Linked DNA regions of Gossypium hirsutum: region 2 is linked to region 1. A link is a contact called in public Hi-C data. All regions are on one chromosome and are shown on one strand. Each heading gives the region's core, a stretch centred on a gene start, on an enhancer-like site or on the middle of the called end of the contact. The rest is flanking DNA. Distances are from core to core; before and after follow the strand shown. Region 1 holds the start of LOC107914189. Region 2 has its middle 3.7 kb from the start of LOC107914411.

Region 1 (5,460 bases), core at 1,055-3,554:
GGGTTATGGACATCTATTTATCAATGGATTTGCAACACTCTCCATTGGATATCCATCAATGAAAATGTCTCGTAAAAAAATTTATTAGGAAAAATCTTATGAGATAAAAATCTAATAAAGGAAAAGAGTACATAATCTATTATTATAAGTTGCCTCGTTAAAAACTTTTACCTGGAAAACCCAATGAGACAAAAAATGGTTAAAGGAAAATAGTGTAACATGTTTTTGACTCCCTCCTAATGACAACATCACATTACATCTTTGAGTCGGCGCACTCCAATCTTGTGTAGTAATCTTTCAAATGTTGAAGTTGGTAATGCCTTGGTAAAAAGATATGCTAAATTATCACTAGAACGAATTTGTTGAACTTCCATATAACATTTTTTCTCAAGATCATGAGTGAAAAATAATTTTGGTGAAATATGTTTCATTTTATCACATTTGATGTGACCCCCTTCAATTAAGATATACATGTTGCATTATCTTCGCATAAAATAGTTGACATATTCTCTTGAAAAGGCAAATTATGTATCTACTAGAAATGTTGTGTCAATAACCTTAACCAAACACACTCTCGACTTGCCTCATGCATTGCAATTATTTCTGCACGATATGAAGAGGCAGCAACTAATGTTTGTTTTGTTGAACGCCATAATATGACAGTATCTCCACATGTAAATAAATATCTCATTTGAGATTTACTTTTATGTGGATCTGATAAATATTCAACATCATCATAGCCAACTAATAGGGATTTTGAATAATTTGAATAAAATAATCCCGTATCAATGGTCCCACTGAGATATTTAAATACATGTTTAATTTCATTCCAATGTCTACATGTTGGAGAAGAACTAAATCTTGCTAACAAGTTTACAACGAAAGTTATATCAAGTCTTGTGTTGTTTGCAAGATACATCAATGCTTCTATGACGCTTAGATATGGTATTTCAAGATCAAGAAATTCTTCATCATTCTTGCAAGGATGAATTTTATCTTTATTCATATCTAACGATAAAAAAAACCACTGGGGTACTCAATGGATGTGTTTTATCCATGTAAATTTCTTTAAGATCTTTTCTGTATAAGTTGACTGATGGACATGGATTCCATCTTTTAAATGTTCAATCTGCAGGTTAAGAAAAAACTTTGTTTTTTCAAGATATTTTATCTCAAATTCTTTCTTTAAACAATTTACTGCATTTTGAAACTCTTCAGAACTTCCAATAATATTTAGATCATCAACATAAACAGAAATTATCATAAAATATGATCCAAACCTTTTTATGAAGAATCATGGACAAATTGAATAGTTTTTATAATATTATTTTAACAAATATTCACTAAGACGATTGTACCACATACGTCTAAATTGTTTTAATCCATATAAATTTTTCTTTAATCTGATCCATCAATTTTCCCAAGAAACTCTATATCCTTCAGGGATTTTAAATCCTTCAGGGATTTTAAATTCTTCAAGGATTTTCATATAAATTTTACTATCAAGTGTACCATACAAATAGACTGTAATAACATCCATTAGACGCATGTCAAGTTTTTCACGTGTTACCAGACTAATAAAATATCTAAACATGATTACATCCACCATAGGATAATATATCTTATTGTAATCAATGTCGGCCATTTGCAAAAATCCTTGTGCTACAAGTCGTTCTTTATATCTTATAACTTCATTTTTCTCATTTTTTTTTCACACAAATACCCATTTATATCCTATTGGCTTTACATCGTTAGGTGTTTGAAATACAAGTCCAAAAATATCACATTTAGAAAGTAAATTCAATTCTGCTTGAATTTTATCTTTCCATTTTGACTAATCTTTTCCATTTCTACATTCCTCAATAGATTTAAGTTCAGGATATGCATTTTCTTTTTCTATTTAAATAACAACATTATAAGCAAAATTATTGTCAATAACTATATTTTTCCGATTCTATCTTTTTACTGAAGTAACATCACTTATCGAGTTCTCTTCGTTATCACCATTTTTAGGTACTTAAATCTCCTTTTGGGTTTTTTGATTAGTTATTGGATTTTTTGATTAGTTATATCTTTAGCCTCTTTTTGGGCACTTGCCCATAATATGATCATTTTAAATATTTACTTCTTTCCTTTTACGAGGATTTTTATATTTGGAACTAACTAATTCTCATGCTTCAGGCGTTGATTACTTTCTTTTACATTAACAATTTGCTTTAGTGAGACATTAATTCGTATTGAAGCATTTTCAGCTAGTATCTAATATTTTGTAATTCTTTTTGGGTTAACAAATGAATTTGACAGTTGATTGGCGATGTTTTGCAAAACAGAGAGTGGTTCTAACGACTGTGGGAACTTTTTCCTCAAAATTTTATTACTGCTATTTAAGCGCCCTCTTGAACGTTACAAATCTTATCATTTCCTTTACTACCTTCTTTCATAGTAGTATTCTTCCTTGCTTTCCTTTTTTTTTTTGAATACTACGTCGTTTTGGCTCATCGGGATCGTCTCTTCCGTGGCCGTAAACTCTCCGAATGTTAATACAGCCCTTTCTTTTTGCTGATGGCAACATCACTTTTCGAATCAGCTATTTGGGATTGTAAGGATCTTTGGTCTCCCCTTTCTCTATATTTTTTTTTTGGTTTTTGTTTTTTCTTAAATCTTGTTTGGGATTTTTGCAGTTTACGAAATTAGACTCAGGTACACTTCAATGCAATTGTTTTAAATCACTGCAAAGCCATGGCCACCATTCCCTTTCTATTTTTCCTGGAATTTTTCCAAACCACAAAAGTAGAAAATTATAGCAAAATAAGGTTAAGACTCAAGTACACTCCCCTTTCTCTATAAATCATTGGTGGTGAGTGAACGGAGAGCTATACTCCAGTACCATTTTTAGATGGAAAAGGAAGCTAACCGGCAATGGCGACCAAGGTAGTAACTTGGGTTGAAGGAAGAAGAAGAAAGATGTAGGATAAGAAGAAACACAACAAAAAATTGGGGGAGAAAAGTAAAAAAAAAAGTTTTTAAAAAAAATATTTGTTTAAATAATGTAGGTCACGTCACGTACCAAACTAGTGGACAGGAAAAAAAATTGATACTAATCTAGAACAAAAAAAAATAATAGGTACCAATCTGGATAAGTTCAGGTACTAATATTATATATTTTTAATTTTGTTTTTGTCAAATTACAAAATAAAAATGGACTGAAAAAAGGGACTAAGTTGGTAAAAATTGTTAAGTTTAGGGATGCTTTATAAAAAACCCTGCCTGAAAACTGGTGGTGTTGGAAAATTCTTGTGGTGACGTTTCTTTCCAACCGGTTATCCATAAAAAAGTAACGAGAATAATGATGATGTGTTTCTAGGAAGCTCTCCAATCCGTAGTGAACTTAGCGGTAGATCGCAGAAAGAGGCTTTTCAGGTTTTCCGGTTAAATGCGACGGAAAGGGACAGAGCTAATGATGTAGTGGTCTTCCCGGAAGATGAGAATTATCAGTCTTTCACTTCATCATTGCTGCAGCGATTCCGCTAGCTATAAGGGTTTGGCAGTCATCCTCAACAAGTCCTCTTCTCCTTCTCCCCATAAGGTTTCTGTTTTGGACCAATTTTTCTTTTGATTATTTGGAGCTTTGCCCTTCCATTTAGACTAGACTGTCTCTGACAATCTAGCTTTACCATTGATAGGGTAAGGGTCCTGAATCAGCTCCTCCAAGAATCACGTCCAATGTCAAGCAGAACTTGCAGTTTTTGAAGTTGTGGAAGGTATGTAAGCATTAAGCTGCTGTTTTATTGTAAACACTTTATCTTAAATTCTTTAATTATATGAGAAAAATTCCTGTAGGAATTCCAAAAGAGTAAATCTAGTGCACCTAAGCCTGCAACTAGTTATAGGAGAAAGAAGGTGCAAAAGGAGGAGCTTCCTGAAGACATAGAGCTTTATCGTGATCCTACAACGACCCTTTATTAGTAAGCACTGTCTAAGTTTATTTCTTAGATCATTTGTTGAATCAATTCACTTTTCAGCTTCTTGGTGCTAAAAGTTTTTACAGTACCAACCAGGGTTTAGATGATGCTGTCCCTGTATTGCTCGTCGATGGTTACAATGTATGTGGCTATTGGATGAAGCTGAAGAAGCATTTTATGAAAGGGAGGCTTGACATTGCTCGCCAAAAACTAATAGATGAACTTATAACTTTTAGTATGCTAAGAGGTTTATGCTTTGCTTCTTCCAAATATAACCTTTGCGCATCTCTGTGTGGAATGACTAAATATGTTGTAAATGCTCTATTTCTTAGTTTTCCCTGGGAATTATAACATGTAGCAAAAGTAAGTTAATATTATAATGATGGTTAACTATCTAAACATGTAGCAAAAGTAAGTTAATTTTATGCACCAATTAGAATATTATAATTTAACTCACCTTTCTGCTTCAGTATCTTCAATAACTTATTAAGGTATTAATTAAGTTACTTGATTAATATCACACATTTTTGTGAAAAACTTCCTTTAATTCTTTTTTACCAATTGTTAATGTCCTATAGCTCTCTGATCGGATTCATGGGGTTATGTAGGAACAAGGTTCAAGTTTACTAGTCTGATAGGATGCCTTAGCTGAATTGTTAATGTGCTAACTCTGTTACTTCTGAAATATTTTCAGGGGTTAAAGTGGTTGTTGTATTTGACGCTATGATGTCTGGACTTCCTACACACAAGGAAACTTTTGCCAGGTACTTATAATTCTGATTCTGTTATTATCTAAAATAATTTCTGTCCTCTTTTACTCTTTAAGTTCATTACTGGGAAATATCTTTATCTATGCTAAACATGCTTGTTTTGATAAACCAGGGAACTTCCTTTACGTATAGATGGATCAGTTTTTTTTTCTTTTTTAGTAATTGTAGGTAACCTATTATCAGAACATTATCATTGTTATGACTTATGATGTACTTGCTTGTTTCTACTGGAAATCTTCATTCTGATTTTCATTTTATTTTGATTAGGTTTACATTTTCTGTTTTCCACTTGCTGGATTAGAGCTGCTCATGGGTCACCCACTTGCTTAGGCCCGAAGGCCCGCCCAAAAATGGGAGGGTTTGGACAAAAATACGAGTCCAGAAAAATGGGCTTGGGTAAAATTTAAGACCTGTTTTTTGTATGGTCCGAGTATTGGGTAAGATTTTTTTGGCCTGAGCCCGGCTTGGCCTGAATATATTATGTTATAAAAATTAATTATATTAATTATATATGTTAAATAATAATTATATATATTTATATTAAATCACTAACCCAATAACAATTAAACCCATTTACCCAAAACCTAGAAAAAACTTACCCAACTAAATAACCCAAGCCAAAATATAAAATATAAAATATAAAAATTATATTTAATACAATAAAACTTTATGATATTTATTTTTGTTTTTTAATATCATGCTTTTTTAATGTTTTTGAATACTTTTAT
Region 2 (5,460 bases), core at 1,429-3,928, 150 kb after region 1:
TATGAACCACTGGTAGTTGCAGATAAACTGCTGACTCTTCATTCATTTATAACGTCTCCCCCCATGCAATGCAACATGACATGCTTATAACATATCAATACGGTAGTAATAACATGCTTATAATAAGTCAATATAGTAGGAATTATCATGCCTATAATAGATCAATAGGGAGCAATAAACATGCTTATAACAAGTCGATAAAGTAGCAATTAACATGCATTATAACATATCATTACAGTAGTAATAAACTTGCTTAACATGCATTTGGTTTAACGATAGCAGTAGGCATGTATTGTTCCCATATTATGTATATAACAGTAATTATTCAATCACTTAGATCATGGATTCCAATACACATATTATCAGGATTCAATTGAGAGAAATAAAACTATAAAAATAGTTTAGGGACTGTGTAGGCACTAAACAGAACAATTCACAAAATTTTAGACAAAACTATAAAAACAGGAGTCACACAACCGTGTGGTCAAGCCGTATGAGATGCTACAGGTCGTATGAAGAGGTTACACAGCCGTGTGGCCAGGCCGTGTAAAAGACTATTACCGTGAGGTAAACATTAAAATTACCCTACAAGAGAGACACGACCGTGTGAAAGAGCTGTGGCCATGTGATTCATGAACTAACTTAGGGTTTATAGAGGTTCATGGTCGTGTGGTGGTCGTGTAACCCTAACCCTACACACAATCACTACCAATTCACTTGGGAAGAACACACACATTTCACCGAAAGTCCAACCGACGTTCCTCACACCTTATTTTGATCCGCTTCTCCTAAATGCAGTCCTTCAAGCGACATTAACACCAGAATTAACAATTCATTTCAAGATCTGAAAAGATTAACAAAATATTTGGCAAGAACTGTAAAAGATTGTTTAATCGGACATAATATTAGCGTCAGATAGAAATACTACAAAAATTCAGGATCTAAACTTCGTAACAAGGTGTACTTACTATTTCTTGGCAAAGATCGGGATGTTATTGATGACAATTACGAAATCGGTAGAAAAACGATTGAATGGAAGATGCATTAATCTAGAAAAAAACAAAATAATTCAAAGCAAAAAGATGAAAAATATGATGCAAAAAAGATGAAAGAAAAGAAAAACGTGAAGAAATAGAGAGAAGAAGGCAAAATTCTAATAGGAATTGAGAACAAAACAAAATGACAAGTCTAATCGTGAAAAAATGAACTAAATACCTAAGGTTTGAAAATCTTAAGGGGCGGCACAACAATTTACCTATTGCTATTAAAAATAAAATGACTGCTTTAGGAAAAGAGTGCCTTGAACCTAATAACACAAAGGGAAAGCTTAGCTCTTAACCATTAAGCTTGAAGCCTATTTCTTGTTTAATTTTTATTCCTAACATTATATATTTTAGTGTAGCATTTTAATTTCTTCATTTTAAACATATATTTTTCTTTGTGTCATCAATTCTTTTAAATTATTTAATATTAAATTAAAAATAAATTATATTTTAATTAATATATACAATTAACCTGTGTAATCATACAAAAAAATCTATTAGAAAGCTTTACTTTAAAAGATCTGGCAGCAGCAACTTGTTGGATTCATTTTATAATTATAAACATTTTGTCAACAATACCTTGAGTATAATTGAATCACAAAAAAATGCATGGGAATTTGGATGGTAAAATTATTATAAAGGTCCTTATATTAGTTGGATTGCATTTTGTTCTCTTTACTCAAAAAAGTATAAGTAATTTAGTTTCTGTATGTTAGATCAAAGAGCAAACATGCTCTTCTATTAAAAATTTCATTCATTTCCACTGTTAAAGACTGATCCTCATACATCATCATGAGATAAACGTGACACGTCACATGTTACTGCCTGGTTATTCCGTTAACTACACCAATTTTTAACAGAACAAATGAATAATTTTTTTAACAAAAAGGATCAATTTTCTCTTTAATCTAACTTACAGGGATTAATTTACCTATGTTTTTAGTAAAGAGAACAAAATGCAATATGACTTCTAGTACAGAGACCTCTATAGTAATTTTACTGAATTTAGACTCTTTTTCGGTGCAAAAGATTTCCATTTGATCAAAGTTTATTTTAGTAAAAATAATTTATATTATATATCATATAAAACCTCGTAGGAGGTAAAGTAACAAGAGATAAGACAACTAATACACACCTTAAATAAAACAACAACCTCTCAAAATAAACACATTCAACCTTACAATTAAAAACCAACATTGTACTCACAAGCCAAAGAAAATGAATCATGATAACCCACCCACATAACACAAATAAAACTCTATAAATATGATACTGTTGAGAAAGTTTTAGTTGAATACCACCTCCAGTTTGAACATGATTAGACTCAGAATAAAAAAACGGATTAGAAGTCAGGATACCTATAATTATACCAAAAAAATATTAAATTTTTTGAAAAAAAGAATTTATTTATATATTTTGAATTTTTTAAAAAATTTCAAATTGGTAAAAAATGGGAGAAGAAAAGTTGAAGTAGGATGTAAGTGAAATAGAGAAACAAAAAGATGGATACGCATTTTTAAAAAAACTGCGCGGAAGGAACAATAAACAATTAAAGAAAGAGAAAGTGAGTCGCGAAAGAAAACAAAAGAAAGAGGCGGTAGTGATGAGGAGTGGTCACGGGTTTCTCTTGACCGAACCATACTCTACCAATTATTACCATTCACTTATTTTCCTTTCACTGCCTGCTCTTCCTTTATTTAATATTCCTCAATCCATTTAAATTTTACATTTTTAAAATCTCTTGTTGATATCATAGTTAAAACCCTCGCATCAATCCTCGTTTTATTTCAAATCCTGCTGCTATTTTTAACCACTTGTTCATATAATCTTTTTTTTCTTTTTCTTTCACTTCGAACACAACTTGCGTTGACCTTTTAAGTTATAGTGGTCCAAATTTTTATACAAATGTGACCATTTTTGAAGAATAATTCCATTTTTATCGATTTTTTCAAACTTTTTCAGTAAAAATAATAGAACATTTCAAAATTTATAAAATATTTCAGGACAAATTTCTCTTTTCAAATTCTACTTAAAGATATTGTTTTTTTTTTCAAAATTCCACATTATAAAATAGAATAAACATAAATATCAAAATATCATTTTTTTTATTGAAAATATTTATAAACTTTTACAAATCTAATGATATCATATTGCATTATTTATTTTTAAAATCATCATTCCAACCTAAATACTTCTAAAGCAAACAATGTATTTATAACTACTAGAAAAAGGTTAGAATTTTAAAAACCCCAAAGAGAATGCTTGGATGAATTTTTATAATGCTAGCATTAATCATAGTTTGTTTGGATAAATAATTGTTTTCATAAAAATTAGGCTGTTGGATTTTTAAGAATTAAAAAATATGAATAATTATAATAAAAAAAACCTATATATCATTATATTGGTAAAATTTTATAAATATTTTTAATAAATTAAAAATTTTAAATATAAATATTAGAATTAAATAAAAAAGATTTTTTGAAGTTTTAGTAATTATCTATGTGTTAAATGAAATATAATTATAAGAAATTTTGAAAAATCACCTATTTAGATGAAATTTGAAAAGGAAAGCTGCTGAAATCTACTCTTGAAATTCACTAAATTTTTATCCGAACAAATAAATTCACTTTTAGAATTTTAAAAATATTGATACAAATGAAAGCACTCCAAATCCTCCATCCAAACCCACTTTAAATAACGAATTTAAAGGATAGATTTCATTTATATCAAAATTTTTAAAATTCTAAAATTAAATTTATTTGTCTGGGAAAAAAATAGTGAAGAAATTGAAATTTTAGGAACAACTTTACGTGGAGATTTAATTTATTCAATTTCCTTTTTCAAATTGCACTTGTGTTTTTCTTTAATTCCTCATAATTTTATTTTTAATACACATTATCTCACTATAAAATAAAAAAAAATAAACTTCAATTTACTTAATTTTAATATATATTTTAAATTTTATTTTATTAAAAAATATTTATAAATTTCTATAAATCTAATGATATCAATATTGTCTATATTATTCATTTCTAATATCTTTATTTTTTCTTTTAATATTGTTTTTTTTATTTATAAAATTCAAATAACCCAATTTTTCTTAAAACAAATTATTTATCTATACTAAACAATTACAATTACTAGTATTTTGAATTTAAGAATTTTGAAATATTAGCATTTTAAAATTCTCCAAAATTTTAAATTTCTTCATCTAAGAACACTCTAATAAAATTTTAAATTCTTCATCCAAATGCATCCTATATCTACAAAAGACATTTGGTTACTAGTGTAATAATTTAGTTGTATATAAAACTTATTATTGATAAATTAAAAGATATTTATATTATTTATATTTGAATCATATTGAAATCATCATTTTTGAATTTCGGTAATTGATTTTGTGGATCTATGATCAAAGGATGTTCACCCATAAAATCCATTCGGATTCGAACTTTCAGGAAACAAATGATAAACTTTTATTTAACTCATTTTGAACTTAATGGATTTGTGTATAAAAAAATCATATATTTTGTATAATTACATAAATTCATTAATGTAGACTCAAACTCAATACTCACTTACCAACTAGATGCAAAGATACATTAAATGTGGTATTAAGGATGAAAGTGGGAGTATGATTTATCATCTCACAGCATGAACTGAATCAAGCATGTGAGAATGTTTTGATTCAACTTTATTAGTTTGCTGAAATGTAAATTACTAAAAACATTATTCATTGAGGAGAATGGTATATAGTATGTGGATGTTAGGAAGACATGCAAAGTGTACAATAAAATCATTCAATTAGGAAACACTTGAAGGTAACAAAATAGAGAAAAGGAAGAGAGTTAGACAAGACTAAGGTAATTGGAACCTTTGACTCAAAAGGGAAATTTTGTTGAGTTTAATAAGTTCAACTCTTACATTGGGTAACTAGGCTAAGCCAAATGGATCTATAAATAGAAACCTTAACATTTGGAATTTGCCTCTATACTTACACAATGTGCACATGATTTCTTTTTTGGATGATGTGTAATAATGTTGGAAGGTTAGGGAATAAAGCTATGTTAAATTTTGCAGTCTTAATTGTTTTCTTCTTCTTCTTTTAATTTATTTCTTCTCGAGTACACATTGTTAATAATTTTTTTTAAATTTCACCTGGTTCAAGAAACATATTTAAAAATTCCAACAAGTACACATGGTGGAAATACAACTAGTAATTGAATTTAGATGTAATTGCTTGAAATTGTTCATTGTTTGGGTAACCGTTATAATTAACTAATGGGTCTCACTGAATTGTAGTCTACAATTCTTAAGAGAGGGTGAGAATTTGAAGCAATTACAATCAAATTCAATTATCTTATGGTTTTTCAAACATGCTTGTACATTATGTAAGTTTAAAAGGTTTTTTTTTATA

Evidence for each region. Hi-C and Micro-C count contacts between places; a contact is called where the count stands out from the background.
Region 2: a contact with region 1 is called in a Hi-C map of leaf, with 2.2 times the contacts expected there. The contact joins the enhancer-like site here to the promoter of LOC107914189 in region 1. A contact is called at or near these places in 6 of 34 Hi-C or Micro-C datasets (anther, leaf and seedling).

What each region holds. Positions count from the first base shown.
Region 1 is chrD10:10,068,131-10,073,590 of Gossypium_hirsutum_v2.1, forward strand. LOC107914189 reads left to right here and starts at 2,305. Exons shown (of 12, transcript XM_041103083.1): 1 at 2,305-2,599; 2 at 2,682-2,700; 3 at 3,365-3,586; 4 at 3,684-3,761; 5 at 3,841-3,965; 6 at 4,049-4,209; 7 at 4,657-4,726. The coding sequence starts at 3,482.
Region 2 is chrD10:10,215,708-10,221,167 of Gossypium_hirsutum_v2.1, forward strand. No RefSeq gene overlaps it. Among protein-coding and RNA genes, the nearest start is that of LOC107914411, 3.7 kb to the right of the region's middle. Within about 2 kb of position 2,679, at least 1 of the 9 cell types and tissues checked has an H3K27ac peak or open chromatin away from gene starts, as enhancers often do. A contact at or near this core is called in leaf, where this site is marked.